2 separate regions of the Zea mays genome follow, and region 1 is linked to region 2. The links are chromatin contacts, called in public Hi-C maps. All regions are on one chromosome and are shown on one strand. The core of a region is the stretch at or near the end of the contact, and the rest is flanking DNA. Distances in the headings are between cores, read along the strand shown. Region 1 holds the start of LOC100284671. Region 2 holds the start of LOC103650866 (proline transporter 1).

Region 1 (6,942 bases), core at 3,229-5,728, 370 kb after region 2:
CTTATTGAATGTCGAGAGCACCTATCCCTACTAGGGCCCTAAGAGGCTATGACCCAATCATTGAAATCTAGGAGACCATAGCTGACATAGGTCCTCCCATGAATACCAGAGGCCCTCGACATCTCTCATAGTGTGTTGTGAATGTTGGGAGCTCTCACTAGGGTCCTTAGTGGTCCTAACATAGTTGTTGAAAGCTTGGAGCCCCTGGCTATCAGTAGGCCCCTCCCATGAACACTCAAGGCCCAAACATCTCTCAAGTCTCTTGGTGAATGATAAGAGCCTCTGGTTCCTACTAAGGCCCTAAGTGGCTCTGGTCCTAAAGCTGAGGCCACATCTCCTTTGCACGAGTTGGATGATGTGATATCCTGGCCTAAGGCTTAATAGGATTGATAGAATACTCATACTAATAAGGTGTCCCGTTTTTCGAAAGCCTATCTTGAAAGAACCTCTAGGTTAAGCATGGTTGGCTTAGAGCAATTTCGGAATGACTAATCGACGAAAAAGTTTTCTCGGGTGTGAATGATTAAGGACAAAGTGCATAGAAAGGACCCATGTTGGTCTATTGGGCTGGTCTATGATCCTAAATGATTACAGGAGTAACTACCACTTGTCTGAGAGTGGCTGGGGTGTTACAAATGGTATTAGAGCCAACCATCAAAGTTTTGTGGCACATGTGGGATAGGGGTTTGAGCAAATGGTTGATGCATGTCGCATGTGGACTTAGAATAATCACATGGCATGGCATATGATAAAACTAGACACAAACGTGGCCAAGAGGGGAAGTCTTTTCTGCGCACTTGGCTTAGAGCATCACATGAGTGATTGGCTTATAGTAATTTTGGGATTGGTGGCCGACTAGGAAGTTTTCTTGAGTACACATGAGTTAGGACAAAGTGTGCAGAAAAGACTCGTGTTGGCCTATGGGGGATTGTTTATGATCCTAGAGGGCTCTCGGGTGCACATTTGTGAGGATAGAGTGTATAGAAAAGACATGTGTTGGTCTGTGGGGATGGACTATGATCCTATAGGTTGAGATATGGTTAGAGTCTATGGGACCTTGCACTAAGACCCCTATTTCCTAGGTCCTAACCCCCTTGAGTCACCCCCCTCTTATTATGTCGTGTGTCATGTATAGTGGTCTGTATATTTTGCTAGCGAAGTCCTCTATGATGCCATGGCAAGGTACCTTAAGACGTAGAAGATTTGTACATAATCCTTGTTGCATCCTAAAAGTTGTGCCATTATTTAATTTCCAAGCTGCATTCAATCCTAGTGGTTACATCCTTCCCACTATTAGCGATACTTCATAACCCGCATTCAATAGAATGCATCACAAAGTGGGAGGCAAAGCCGGCGGAGATCAACATCAACTTTGTCCCCCTACCATGTAGTCAAAAGTCAATCTCTTGCTAATTTCATGGCTGAATGGACCCGGGTTCACACAACCACCAAACCGATGTCAGATTCCCACCCAAGCTAGACCCGACCTACTTAACATCACAAGGGGTTGGCTTTATTTGTTCCATGGGCCCCAGGATATGAGGTTTAATAAGTTTGAAGAGCTTAGCATAGAAAGGTCCCAAAGTAGTTTTGCCTCAAACTCTAGGGGTCTTATGGGCCTAGTAACTAAGAGTAGGGCAATGTAGGTTTTGGGCCCCCTATAATGCCATGGACCCTGAATTGATCTTTCCCTTGGCTCGATGTTGTTCTAGGGCCAAGTGGTGGTATCATAGTCATAAACAATACCCTTGGCGCCATAAGGGTCCTAAGCACATTTTGTCAAATCCCCCCTCAAGTTCTATCACTATTGGGATATGGGGCCCTTGATAGTGCAAGAAGCTCGCATAGGACTCGCATGGCCCTTAGGACACCGATAGCATCAAGGCCCCTAAGAGGGCAATATGCTGCATAAGTAGAAGTATAGGTTATTCCTACATGCAATCTTAGAGAAAGCAATAAAAATTACCTTATCATCGGCCACCCTTACACTATACGTATCTATAAGTTTTTTATGCTACTCTTAGAACCTCTTTAAGGCCCAGCTGATGACTTAGAATGGTGGTGTCACAAGAGCAAGCCCATGTGTGATGGAGCAAAGGAAGGGCAGACCGGGCCGAGAAGAGTGACCCACCATAGTAGAGCAAATCTATAGCATGATTTGACTATTGTTGGGGTACTGCCTTCAGGCATATTTATCATTCCATTTAGCACAGGGACATGCTGCTAGAAACCAACCCATCCTAGCTTGTGCAAAGATGCAATGACTTTGTTATACAAGAGATCAAAAGGGTTGCATTTTAATCTAAGAGTTGGACCCCCAAAAGGTATGGTAAAACAATTAAGGAAATTGTTTCATAAGTAGAGAGTACTTGAACCATGATTGGCTATTTATGAGTATGCCACCTCCTGCTTGTTGAGCTAGTGTGCTAGCACCTTGGGGGCCAAAGAAGGAGTTACATGAGGATAGGCTTCATAGGATAGGTAAAAAATCATTCATGCATAAAGTCATGAAGAAGGCCATAAAGTTCTACCATGTCGGGGGGCCTTACTTACACAATTCTTAGCTATATTCCTACGACTTTTTGCCTAAACCATTTTAGGGCCTTAGCTAATGGCTCGGGAGGGTGGTGAGACATCTGGTAGATGTTGATCAAGGATGGATTAGGACAAAAAGAATGACCCACCATGGCAGAGCGTATTCGTGCCATGCCTTCACTATTCCTAGGGTGTTGCCTCTAGGCATCTTTGATGAACTACTTAGCATTGGGGTCAACTGACATATACCACTATATTCTAGGTTTCCTAGGCGCACACTGACTCTATTTAAGTGGGAGCTAGGAAGGAACTATGTACAAGTGTAAAAATAGGGCCTTTGAAGGGGTATGACTAGAAAGGCTAGAAAGGTGTGTTAGTGATTACTTATATGAATAAGAGCGCTCTTATCATAGAGCTAAAAATTAGCTCACCTTGCGAAAATATAAAAAATACAATACAATTATAAGTTAATGGAAATTAATAGACTCTAATCATCAATTAGCTATCGTTAGCTTTTATTAGTTTAGAATTAACCCTATATTGATATTCTCGTTAGTTCATGTATCAAACATGCCCATAGTCACAACCGATTTAGACCCATAAGGGAATAAAGGTCCAACCCATATAGCTCCTCTAAGGTCGGAAGAGATACTGGGTCGTCCATTGGTGGTACTTCATGCCTAGAAGAAGCTACATCCCGCAGCCATTGCAAAATCCCCAAATCGATGGTGGAGCCGAAGGAAGGGGCGCAACTAGAGAGATCAAAGAAGGGAAAGAATATGGTGCGGGTGGCGACCTACTTCGCGATGACCTTCGGTGCGTACCTCTTCTGGCAGTCCAGATAGGGTCCACATATGGACTGCCCTTCACTAGGACAAAAAGGTACTATGTGGTGACACAATCTCTTCCCCTTCCCTCGCCTTCTGTATTCAAATCCAATCCTTGTTATTATGCATGTGTAGCTTGCAGAATCTGTTATCGCCTTAGCTTGTAAGATTTGGTTTCTCTATGCCCTTCGATTAGCAGTTGCTCGAACCACATGAATCTTGGAATACGTTGTTGGATTTGATGAAATGGATTTGGTAAAGAGTTTCTGGCATAACTCTGAGTGTGATGTTTTGAAGCATAGGCTCTCTTCATTTAGTGTTGCATGCTCCCTGCTACTCTCTATCTCAACCACGTTGCTTTCGGGTCTAGTCTAACCATGTTGTTGTTCGAGCACAAGACGAACCCAACTAGCCCCACCTCCCGAGCAACCGCTCCCGATCCCTCCCGTCACCTTCTCCATCGCAGTGGACCCATCTCTAGTAGCGCTGCAAACCTCTCACCGCCACCGCAATCTCATAACAGCGTCGACACGTGCAACGACGTGGTACACCGCTGATGTTGTGGTACTAGGAGCACAAACGCGAGCCAGTACTAACTTCGCTTTTCCCATACAGGTGTGTGTGGATAAAAGCATAGGTATACCTTTGGTCTAAAAGCGTATGCATGCACGCGGTATCCCTTCCTCGACCCACCTCGCGACCAAGCATGTCCTCTAGTGGCGAAGCTAAGGCCTGACTTGGCCCAACCCAAAACATATGTGGCCTATTCACTTTGAATTAGAGCCAGTTGTTTGGACTGCTTTATCTGTAATCCATAGAGATGAAACATTGTAAAAACAATAGAAGTTGTTTCATATTAAAATCAAGTGAACAATTTGATAATGACCAAACCCTATGCTTTCGCATCCTGGTCTTCGTCTCCACACGTCTCGTCCTCGGCTAATCGTCGTCACTTTAAGATTTGTTCGGTTAGAAGAAGATAAGAGAAGATTAAATCTCCTTTTAATCAAAAATTAATTAGAAAATAATTTAATTTCCTTGATCTCCTCTTGTCCCTATGCAACCGAAAGTCTTTTGGGGGCGCGCCTCCATCTCCTCGCGACTGCCGCACACGGCACATCTCAGCGCCTCGCCTCCACCAGTCCACCTCCACAACGTCACCTTCACCTCCTCGCCGCCAGACGCGCCCGCCGCCACCCCGTGAGCCGGCAACCTCCCACCATCTAGCCTCTGCGCCCGCCCGGCCACCGGGCACTGGCCACGTCCGGCCGACGGCCGCCTGAGGCAGTGAGGCCTGACCACGCCCTCCCTTCTCCACTTTGTGTCTGTGCCCGGTCTTGGATTCGTGGTTGTCTCCGCCACTGATCTCCTCCTAGCACGGCAGCACCCCAGAGCCCTAGCGCAAGCCTGGTGCTCCAGATCTCCACCCTGACCATGTCGGGGCGGAGACAGGCCTGGCAGTTTGCGGCCGCGCTGGTCTTCTTCCACGGCTCCGAGTACGTCCTCGCTGCCGCTTTCCACGGCCGCCAGAACGTCACCGCTACTTGTGAGTGCACCATGACCTCATGTCTCTTGCGATTTGAGTGTGCCTTGGACTGTGTGCTCGTGAAATTCGGTGGATTTGAAACTGGTCTTATGCAAATCCCAAATTCTAGCGCTCTGCTCAGAAGTTAAAACAGATCGCCTTCGTTGGGTGAGTTGATTTGTGCTCGTGAGGTTTACTAGATATCAAAGTTGTATTGAGGGATTCCTAGATTCCACCTCAGTCTCGTTACTAGATTCTAGCAGTCTCACTGAGTAGTTGAAGCAAATTTCTGCTGAGTAAAGATGTGTGTCTTCACAATTTCTTGCTTGGGTTTGAAATGCCATTTGGCCTAGCCAGAGTATTTGTAGTGGACTTTGTAGTCTATATATTTTGTAAACTGCGCTTGCTATCTGATCTACGTCAACTTTAGCAGCTAGCACCTGTCTGTTTCATTTAATAGAAACAAGCTGCCAAGTGTTGCTCCTATTGAATTTAGAATTTAAGGAACATATCACAGTGGGCCTGGATTTTCAGTTAAAATCTCGAAAATTAGAAAGTACGATCAAAGTTCTTCAGTGAACATGTTTTGACAAATGAAGCTTATAAAAAATTTAATTGCTTCATAAATCATTAGTTTTTTCCACAATGGATGAACCGAATTTCATTATGGACGGTAAGTAAATTGCACTGGTTTCAAGTCATTTCCCAGTTTCAGACGGCGAGTATGCCACACACAGCAAACAACAAGTTTCAGATCGACATAAGAAGAGCAGACTTGCTGCTGGAGGACGCTACATGAGTGGGGTCTGGGGAAAGGATAAACCAAGGCATGCATTTTTCACGCAAATGCGGAGAGGCCGCTTCAAACCCGCAATCTGGTGACTCAGTGAGACAGCTCTCACCACTGCACTAGGCCTGCCATTCATAAGAAGCTAACACTAAAAACTGAACCAACCTATTACAAGCCAGATGAGGGTGCCACGGCACGCAAGCCAGCGAAGAGTGACTTCCAAGCAGCAAAGAACTGAAGTCTTCAAGTCTTGATGATCACCTGAGAGTCATCTTTCTGTTGGACTTGCTGGTGGAATTGCAAAGCCACCGATTTCAGAATTGCTGCCCCCTGTTCCCATCTGACTCGTAGGCTCTTGTTTCTGAAGCCCTACCCAATATACATGCATAGAACAAATCAAACATAAAATCTCTGTAGGAGTCTTTACTCTTCCCATCAAAGCAAATAGAGTATGGAATTAGTTACTTCTAATTGGGCTTGTGCAACTGCAGCTTGCATTGGGCCAGCTCATGTAGTATGTGATCAAACCATGCTTTCCTTCCAAACAGGGATTAGGTTGCACCAATGTTCACGGTATTTTCATTTCAGAACACTAAGAAGTACATAAATAATTCCTGAAACTTGGCCTAGCATGATGCTGGTTTTTGTTTTAAACTGTTAATTTTTTAAATTCTGGCTTTGATGGAAATGGTGAATATATCAAGGGTTCTCAAAGTTTTGTAGGTCTTCTGTGGACAAAACGTGCAATCAAATAATACAACCAAAAGTTCAAAACTTTATTTAGCTACTGGACACTGATCAAACAGCACCTGGAGAAGCATTTGGCTGTCGCTTGTTGATACTTACAGTTTAGATTATACTTTGCATTATCCTCTCTTTATTTTTGGCAGTATTGTTAGTAATGAAGTTGCTTCTCATGCAGCACTTCTTATTAGCAAGCAGTATGTATTGGCAATGGGTTTTGCAATGCTGGAACACCTGACAGAAATTCTTATTCTCCCGGAAGTAAAGGAGTTCTGGTTTGTCAGTAATATTGGCCTTCTAATGGTTATTATCGGTGAAATTATCCGTAAACTTGCTGTAGTGACAGCTGGACGTGCCTTCACACACGTTATAAGAACTTATTATGAAGATCAGCATCAATTGATCACGCATGGACTGTATAGGTAAATGATTATTTACCTTTTGCAATAGTTCGAAAGTTATTGAGTTACTACTCTACATTTGCCCTACAACAATTCAGAAGTTTCATTTGTTAATTGTTA
Region 2 (6,794 bases), core at 3,387-5,886:
CGTGGTAATCATGGTGCTCACAGGAGTTCTTACTAGATACTGTAAATGTTAGTGCTTTGATCGAGCAGTGTTTAAAAAGAAGATTGAGAAATCGATCTTGACGCGCCCAATCGGCTGGCAACTGGCAATGAATTTGTTGCACGGCTACGAGCTGGCCATAGCATGGGGCACCGGGCACTGCGGGTTGTGAAAACCCTATGTCTGAACCAGTTTGGTTCTTACGCTCAGCGCTAGCCTCATCCTCTACTCGCTCGTTACTGTACGTCTGTACCACCTTGCGGAGCGAGGATATGTGGACCTGTTTATTTCAGCTTATTTTGCTGGCCATTAGAAATAAGTCGGCGGCAGTCGAAAATAAGCTATATCCGATGGTTTAGGGCCGTCGGAAATTTTATGTTTTACTGTTTTGAGCGCCGCTCCCTAGATCATGCTCAAGTGCTTTCAAATCTGTTCTGACCATATCCTCTTCATCAGTTGCATAATCTCGGGGCAACTCTGTCCGGTTACGGTTAGGGAGCTCGAGCTTCATCATTCGATTCACCATCATCGTAACTGCTAGCAGATTGCTCTCAACCTCAAGAGGAGGAGGATTTGGTGTGGATGAATGCAAATATGCTACCACCTTCATCTATGTTAATGTTTACAAGAATTTAATGCAAAGAAATAGAAAAACGAAATCTTAAATTTACAATAAAGAGAAGAATGGATGTTATGCTCACCTTACTGGCTTACTCCAACGGAGCAAGCCGAAGCCATACCGTGCCATCGCGGGCTGCCGCAGCCGTCTTGCAGGGCTGGGACGCCGGTGCCGCGGCCGCTGACGCTGGGCGTCGCCCCGCCCTAGTTTCTGTTGGGCTTTGGGCATGCAATACCTAGCAAGTATACATATCATATCATATACATATATTTGTGTTTGTTTCAAAAACATGAGTATTTCACAGTACCCATGGGCACTGGCGTGCATTTACATATGTGCTTAATTTAATGACATTTTGACATGATGTCATGCCATAAACGTCATAGAATGACACATTTCTTGCTGTGATGCTGCTCTATAGTCCAGTGATGACAACTGCGAGAAATTGATGATGGCCCAAGGGTTTAAGTAGAGGTGATAAGGTCATACAATGCAAACCTTCTAGTGATAAATTAGAGAACACACATATCAAGAGAACCTCGATTATTTAAGCTGGCTCCATGGCTGCTTGTGCAAGTTGCATTGCATTTGAGTGGAAGCATGGTACATGTTATATTGGACTAAATATATAATAGTTCATTGATCAAAGTGAGAGCAACTATACATGTTGATGGACTTCATCGCTCGAACCATAAATAGTTGGAATACTCCTGTTCAACAAAAACAATCGGATGCGAGCTTTCTCCTCCCTCTCCTACCCTCTACACTCATATGACTCTGCAAACAAACAAAGAATGGAGCGGCTCCGTTCTATTGTACTCTTCAACCAAATAAAAAATGGAGCGGCTGTTCTGTTTGCTAAACGCGAAATAGAATGACTTAATTCTAAAAAAATAAAATAGAGCCGCTCCATTCTAATTGACTCTCCAACCAAATGCACCCTTAGTCTTTTTATACATTCCACTTCGATTTACTAGTTTAAGACACCTCAATTTCAATACTTTTTATATATAATCATGAGTCTGAGTCCCAAGAGTCACACTATAATGCAATTAGTCTACAGGTAGCACACGTGTGATAGACAAAAGGGCTAGATGCGACATGCATGTATGTTTACAACTCTCAACATTATTCTATACTTCCAAGAAATAATAGGCATGAGGTGTCTAAAAGAACACATTCACGAGTTGCCTTTTAAGCTTTCACGGAAAACAGAGATGTTTGGTTAGAGGGAGGTGGTCCATCGATCACAATAAGCTCATTTTTCTAAATTTTGATAGGATGACTACGTACATGATGCATGCTTATTAATCATGTAGTGCCCTTATCAAACATGAGCTAAGTGACCACCGTACCCTTCCACTCTTGAACCAAGCAAAAAATTGAGAACGAAGTGGCCATACTATCACCTCGTGGTGACGATACACATGTCAATCCCACTACTACTCGCTCGCTACATGTCGGCGAAGAAGTGGTAGATCCTAGCATTGTTGAAGATCAAACGAACGGCGGCGGCGGTGGTAGCAACGCAGAGAGCCGAGGACAGAACTATGATGCCCCAATGCCAAAGTCTGTTACATCTCCCACCGCTCTTGCCTTTGATCTGCAGCACGTAGACGATCAAATCATAGACAGATCGAGCATCGATCGAGCAAGCAGGTGGTTGTTCGATCGTTTACCTTGAGGACGGCCATGCTGGGGAACGTGAAGGTGAGCGGGACGAGCGCTAAGGAGCCGACGAGGTTGACGAAGTCCCCCATGAACGGGAACAGCGCGGTGACGAAGACGTTGAAGCCGAAGACGAGCCCCCGCGCGCAGACGCGGCGCGTGAGGTTGTAGCGGGAGAACATGCCTTCGTCCAGCCGCTGCAGCCGCGTGTCCATCGCCTCGTGGATCGGCACCGTGAACAGCTGCATGCGTGCACACATGTTGTCCGCCGCCCGCCCGGCGGCCGGCTAGCTTTGTTAGCGCTGTCGTAGCTAGTACGTCGTCTATATTATTAGGCTATTATTACATAGCGTGCGCGCGCGTGCGTACGTGTTGGGACACAATGCTCTGCAGGAAGGCGGTGGCGTTGATGAGGACGGCGGCCCACCTCGGGCCGCCGAGCTCGTTGGGGAGGTACTCCGACACCGCTGACCCGTACGCCCAGTACCCCGCCACGCTGATGCCGTAGTACCCCGCGGCGCCGGCGGTGTACTGCAGCAGCAGCGCCCGCCTCATGCCGCGAACCGCCGGCTCCCGCACCGTCGACTGAAAAACGGCGAAACTAGTTAACAACCAATTAAGAGCGTCGCGAGTCCACGTCGCCCGCCGGCGAGCTCGATCGTGTACGGACCTGTATCTCCGGGAGCAGCCCGGACGTGTTGCAGACGAGGATGGCAGCGACGGCGCCCAACGCGTTGAACACCTTCTCGGCTTGGGATCCGGCATGGACGTCATAGTCCTTCTGCTTGTTCGATTTCCCTAACGAGAAACGAAAGGACAGCAGATTCAAGCGCATGCAGATTGCAGAATGAGATCCAAAACAGCAGAGGAGAGAGAGAGAGAGAGAGAGAGAGAGAGAGAGAGAGAGAGAGAGAGAGAGAGAGAGAGAGAGAGAGAGAGAGAGAGAGAGAGAGAGAGAGAGAGAGAGAGAGAGAGAGAGAGAGAGAGAGAGAGAGAGAGAGAGAGAGAGAGAGAGAGAGAGAGAGAGAGAGAGAGCGAGAGAGAAGCCGTGTCACCATCTCTGATCAAGATAGCCAGCAGAGCGACGTCGTAAGCTAACGTCAGCGCCGCCGACGTGGCGAGCCAGTTCCTCATGGCAGAAATCGTCGGCACGAAGTAGGCGAAGGCGAAGTAAACGATTCCCGTGGCCGTGATGAACCACTGCAGCCTGGCTGGGGTGTGGGTAAACTCCGTGTTGATTGCCTGGTTAATAATAACAATAACCACGAGTACGTATTACTAATTTACTGCTATATATATACTACTAGGAGTCTCCACCACTGGTCAGATACAGTTTTTTGTTTACCTTGAGCGCTCTTGCTCCTAGCAAAATGAAGCCCATGTTGCACAGAAGTAGAGTTGCGAACTGCAGGAACCAGGTGATGTAGTACATGTTCCTCCCTTGAGAACAAACAAATTAAAGCGTATATATAAAAAAAGAAGACAAACACATACTGTATGAGGTGGCACTCCCTCTTTCCAAATGAAAGGTGTCGTACGTTTTAGTTAGCTAAGCGAAGCTAATGCGTGCTTACCGAATATGAAGCCCATGAGGTCCCTGTAGCGGATGAACCTCTGGCCGTCGACGAAGTGGAGGCCGGCGAGGAGCCAGTTGGCGTACCACGCGGCGGCGCCGACGAGCAGCAGGCAGGCGACGCCCCACGCCCAGCCCAGGGGCACCATCATGAGGTTGGAGAAGCTGAGCACGTAGGCGCAGTTGAAGCCGATCACCAGGAGCAGCCCCACCTGCTGCCACGAGTCTGCGCGCGCATGCATGCAGAGGCGACAACATGACAACCATAGTTGAAGAAAAATCACAACAGCTAGCCTAGCATGCATGTTTCGTTCGCTTCATACATACCTGTGTCCACCGCATGAGCAGTAGCCGGCATGGTGTAGCCGCCGCCGCCGCCGCTGCCCTGCTTGAGCTCCTTGCCTGCAGCTTCAGTGTCCATCGAAGAACCAGCCATTATATTGCTCCTCTCTCTTGCAGCCTTCCTGCGTACGTACGTATATGAGCTAAGCTAGTAACGGCCCAGGCCGGAGGGACATGCCCCCCATCACGCTGCATATATAGGCAGGCAACGCACGAAGAAGCGAAAAGCCACGATTGCCCATTAATTCGTTCACGGGTATAGACTACTATAGAACACCAAGGGTAAAAAAAAAGAGAGAGAAGAAACAAAGGGTCTATTTCCACTGAAAGCTGGCTGTCCAAGATAGAAAAGAAAAGATAAAGCCGATAGGGCAATTCGCCTTTGGTTTCGAAAGTTGAGGCACTAGAGCTCGCTCGCATATACGACATAGCGAAGAGCCAAACAAGGGCTAGTGTAGCGGTTGCGATTTCCTTCTCTTCTCCGGTCGGTCTCGACCCCCACAGCCCCACTGCAGGCAGGCCGGCCGGCGCGTCATCGGATTCAGTGCTATAACGTCGTGCTGCTGTTACGTAGGAGAACGTAGTGTGACTGTGTCGTAGTCCTCGGTTCCAACTTGCTCTCTGTCTCTCCCATCTGCGCGCGTCGGCCATCTCCTTCTTTTCTGTGTCCGTTAGCTGGGTGGCAGAAAAAAATGGTTGCGTGAGATGGCGGATTTTATCAAAATTATTATTTTATTGGTTAATTGGGAATATAGCGATTAAAAAATAGCAATATGTCAGCCTTAATACTATCCGTAGTGGTTCCCTTTAAAATTTTCCCCATATATCACTTTTGGTATCACATCATCAACATTTCATCCCCTACTTTTATCTCCCGCAGCGGTTCCCCCTAAACACTTCCCCTATAGGCTATACCCCACCACAACCATAAAATATCATTTTATATACCTACTTTTTATCCACTATCAACTTTTCATCTACTAACAATTCATCGCGGGCCCACAGCCGCAGTACCAAACAGTGTTAGGGCGCGTGAACAGTGACATGCCAGAACTGGAGGGAGAGAGAAGAACTCCGCTCGCTAGGGGGCTGTGTAGAGGCAAACAATGCGGGCGTAGGGGGTCTCCTGTAGCCGACATGCAAGGGGAGAGGGAGGTAGAGCGGCATGCGCTGCGGAAAGTCTAAACGACCGAGAGTGAACTTAGAGAGCTGACAGATAGCAGGGACTCGTATGACGGACATGGCAGTCGGTGCCGATAGGATCCAGCATCTCATCTAGCATCTCAGTCGGTGCCGATAGGATAGCAGGGACTCGTATGACTCGTATTTTATTGATTTATTTATAGTTTGCTACGCAAAACAATACATATGAGTAAATTTTGGGTAATCTGCTGGGCTCAGTCTACTCGGCAACCTGGCTACCGCTATCCTGAGTCGACTATTGAGCTACTGATAAGCGTGTTGGCCCACCAGCCATTGGGGCTGTTTGGTTCAGCTTTTTTCTGACCAGCTTTTCTGAAAATCTGGCTGTAGGGAGAATCTGGCTGTGTGGAGAATCTGAGTATCATTACGATTACGTGTGGATAAAGATAAAGTTATTCATAGGGTTCAGGATCTAGAAAGTGACGGATTCCTACTATTACAACGACTCAACCGATTATGTGTTTATGTTGATTTTGGATGGTTTTTGCCTCAACGAATTTTATAGAAGCTGGCTGAAAAGCTGAGTGTTTGGTAGTCCGTAGCAGCTTTTGGTGGCCAGAAGCTGCCAGAAGCCGAAACAAACAGACCCATTGACAAGCCAGTCGTCGGTCTACGAGCTAACCACGCTGGTGTATTTCATGTTTAATTTGCTTCTAAGCTGCGGTTATACCCTATGTTTCCTTAACATAGCATGTCTTTAAGTCGACTATTAAGTTACGACACGTTTGATGAGCTGATATTGAAACTCACCATTCTAATAAAGATGAAACCTAAATAAATCTATTGGGACATAACTCTCTTAGCGATGTGTCATAACAGAACCTAGGTATGATATTAAATAAGCAACAACCTGATCGACGCCCTCTTGGCGACACGTCATATTGTATGGTATAAAATGTTGGTGTACAAAAAGACGTCGTGTTCATAAGATAAGTGTTACCGAAATATATTGTTGTGTTGGATTTGTGGACATACAAGAAGGGACTGAGTACAGAATGATGATGTAAGTGATTGGCACGGGGTAGCACCAATTGAAGAAAAGCTTATCCAACACCGGTTGAGATGGTCTGGACATATTCAATAGAGACCTCTACAGGCACTAGTGCTTAATAAAATCCTAAGATGTGATAGTAATGGGAAGAGAGGTATGTGAAGGCCAAAGTTGACATGAGAAGAGACAATAAAACAAAACTTAAAATCATGGAATATATTTGTCGGGGACCATAATTAGGGGTACCCTCAAGACTCCTAATCTCAGCTGGTAACCCCCATCAGCACAAAGCTGCAAAGGCCTGATGGGTGCGATTAAGTCAATGATCGGTCCACTCAAGGGACACGATCTCGCCTCGCCCGAGCCCAGCCTCGGGCAAG

Evidence for each region. Hi-C and Micro-C count contacts between places; a contact is called where the count stands out from the background.
Region 1: a Hi-C map of ear shows a contact between it and region 2, with 3 times the contacts expected there. The contact joins the promoter of LOC100284671 here to the promoter of LOC103650866 in region 2. A contact is called at or near these places in 4 of 25 Hi-C or Micro-C datasets (bundle sheath, ear, leaf and 1 more).

The regions. Positions count from the first base shown.
Region 1 is chr3:169,647,575-169,654,516 of Zm-B73-REFERENCE-NAM-5.0, forward strand. It overlaps LOC100284671, which reads left to right and starts at 4,479. Exons shown (of 5, transcript NM_001365697.1): 1 at 4,479-4,908; 2 at 6,600-6,843. The coding sequence starts at 4,797.
Region 2 is chr3:169,279,452-169,286,245 of Zm-B73-REFERENCE-NAM-5.0, forward strand. LOC103650866 (proline transporter 1) reads right to left here and starts at 4,637. Exons shown (of 8, transcript XM_008676456.4): 1 at 4,206-4,637; 2 at 3,880-4,104; 3 at 3,651-3,745; 4 at 3,361-3,547; 5 at 2,976-3,103; 6 at 2,675-2,890; 7 at 2,317-2,547; 8 at 1,801-2,240. The coding sequence starts at 4,314. The coding sequence ends at 2,091.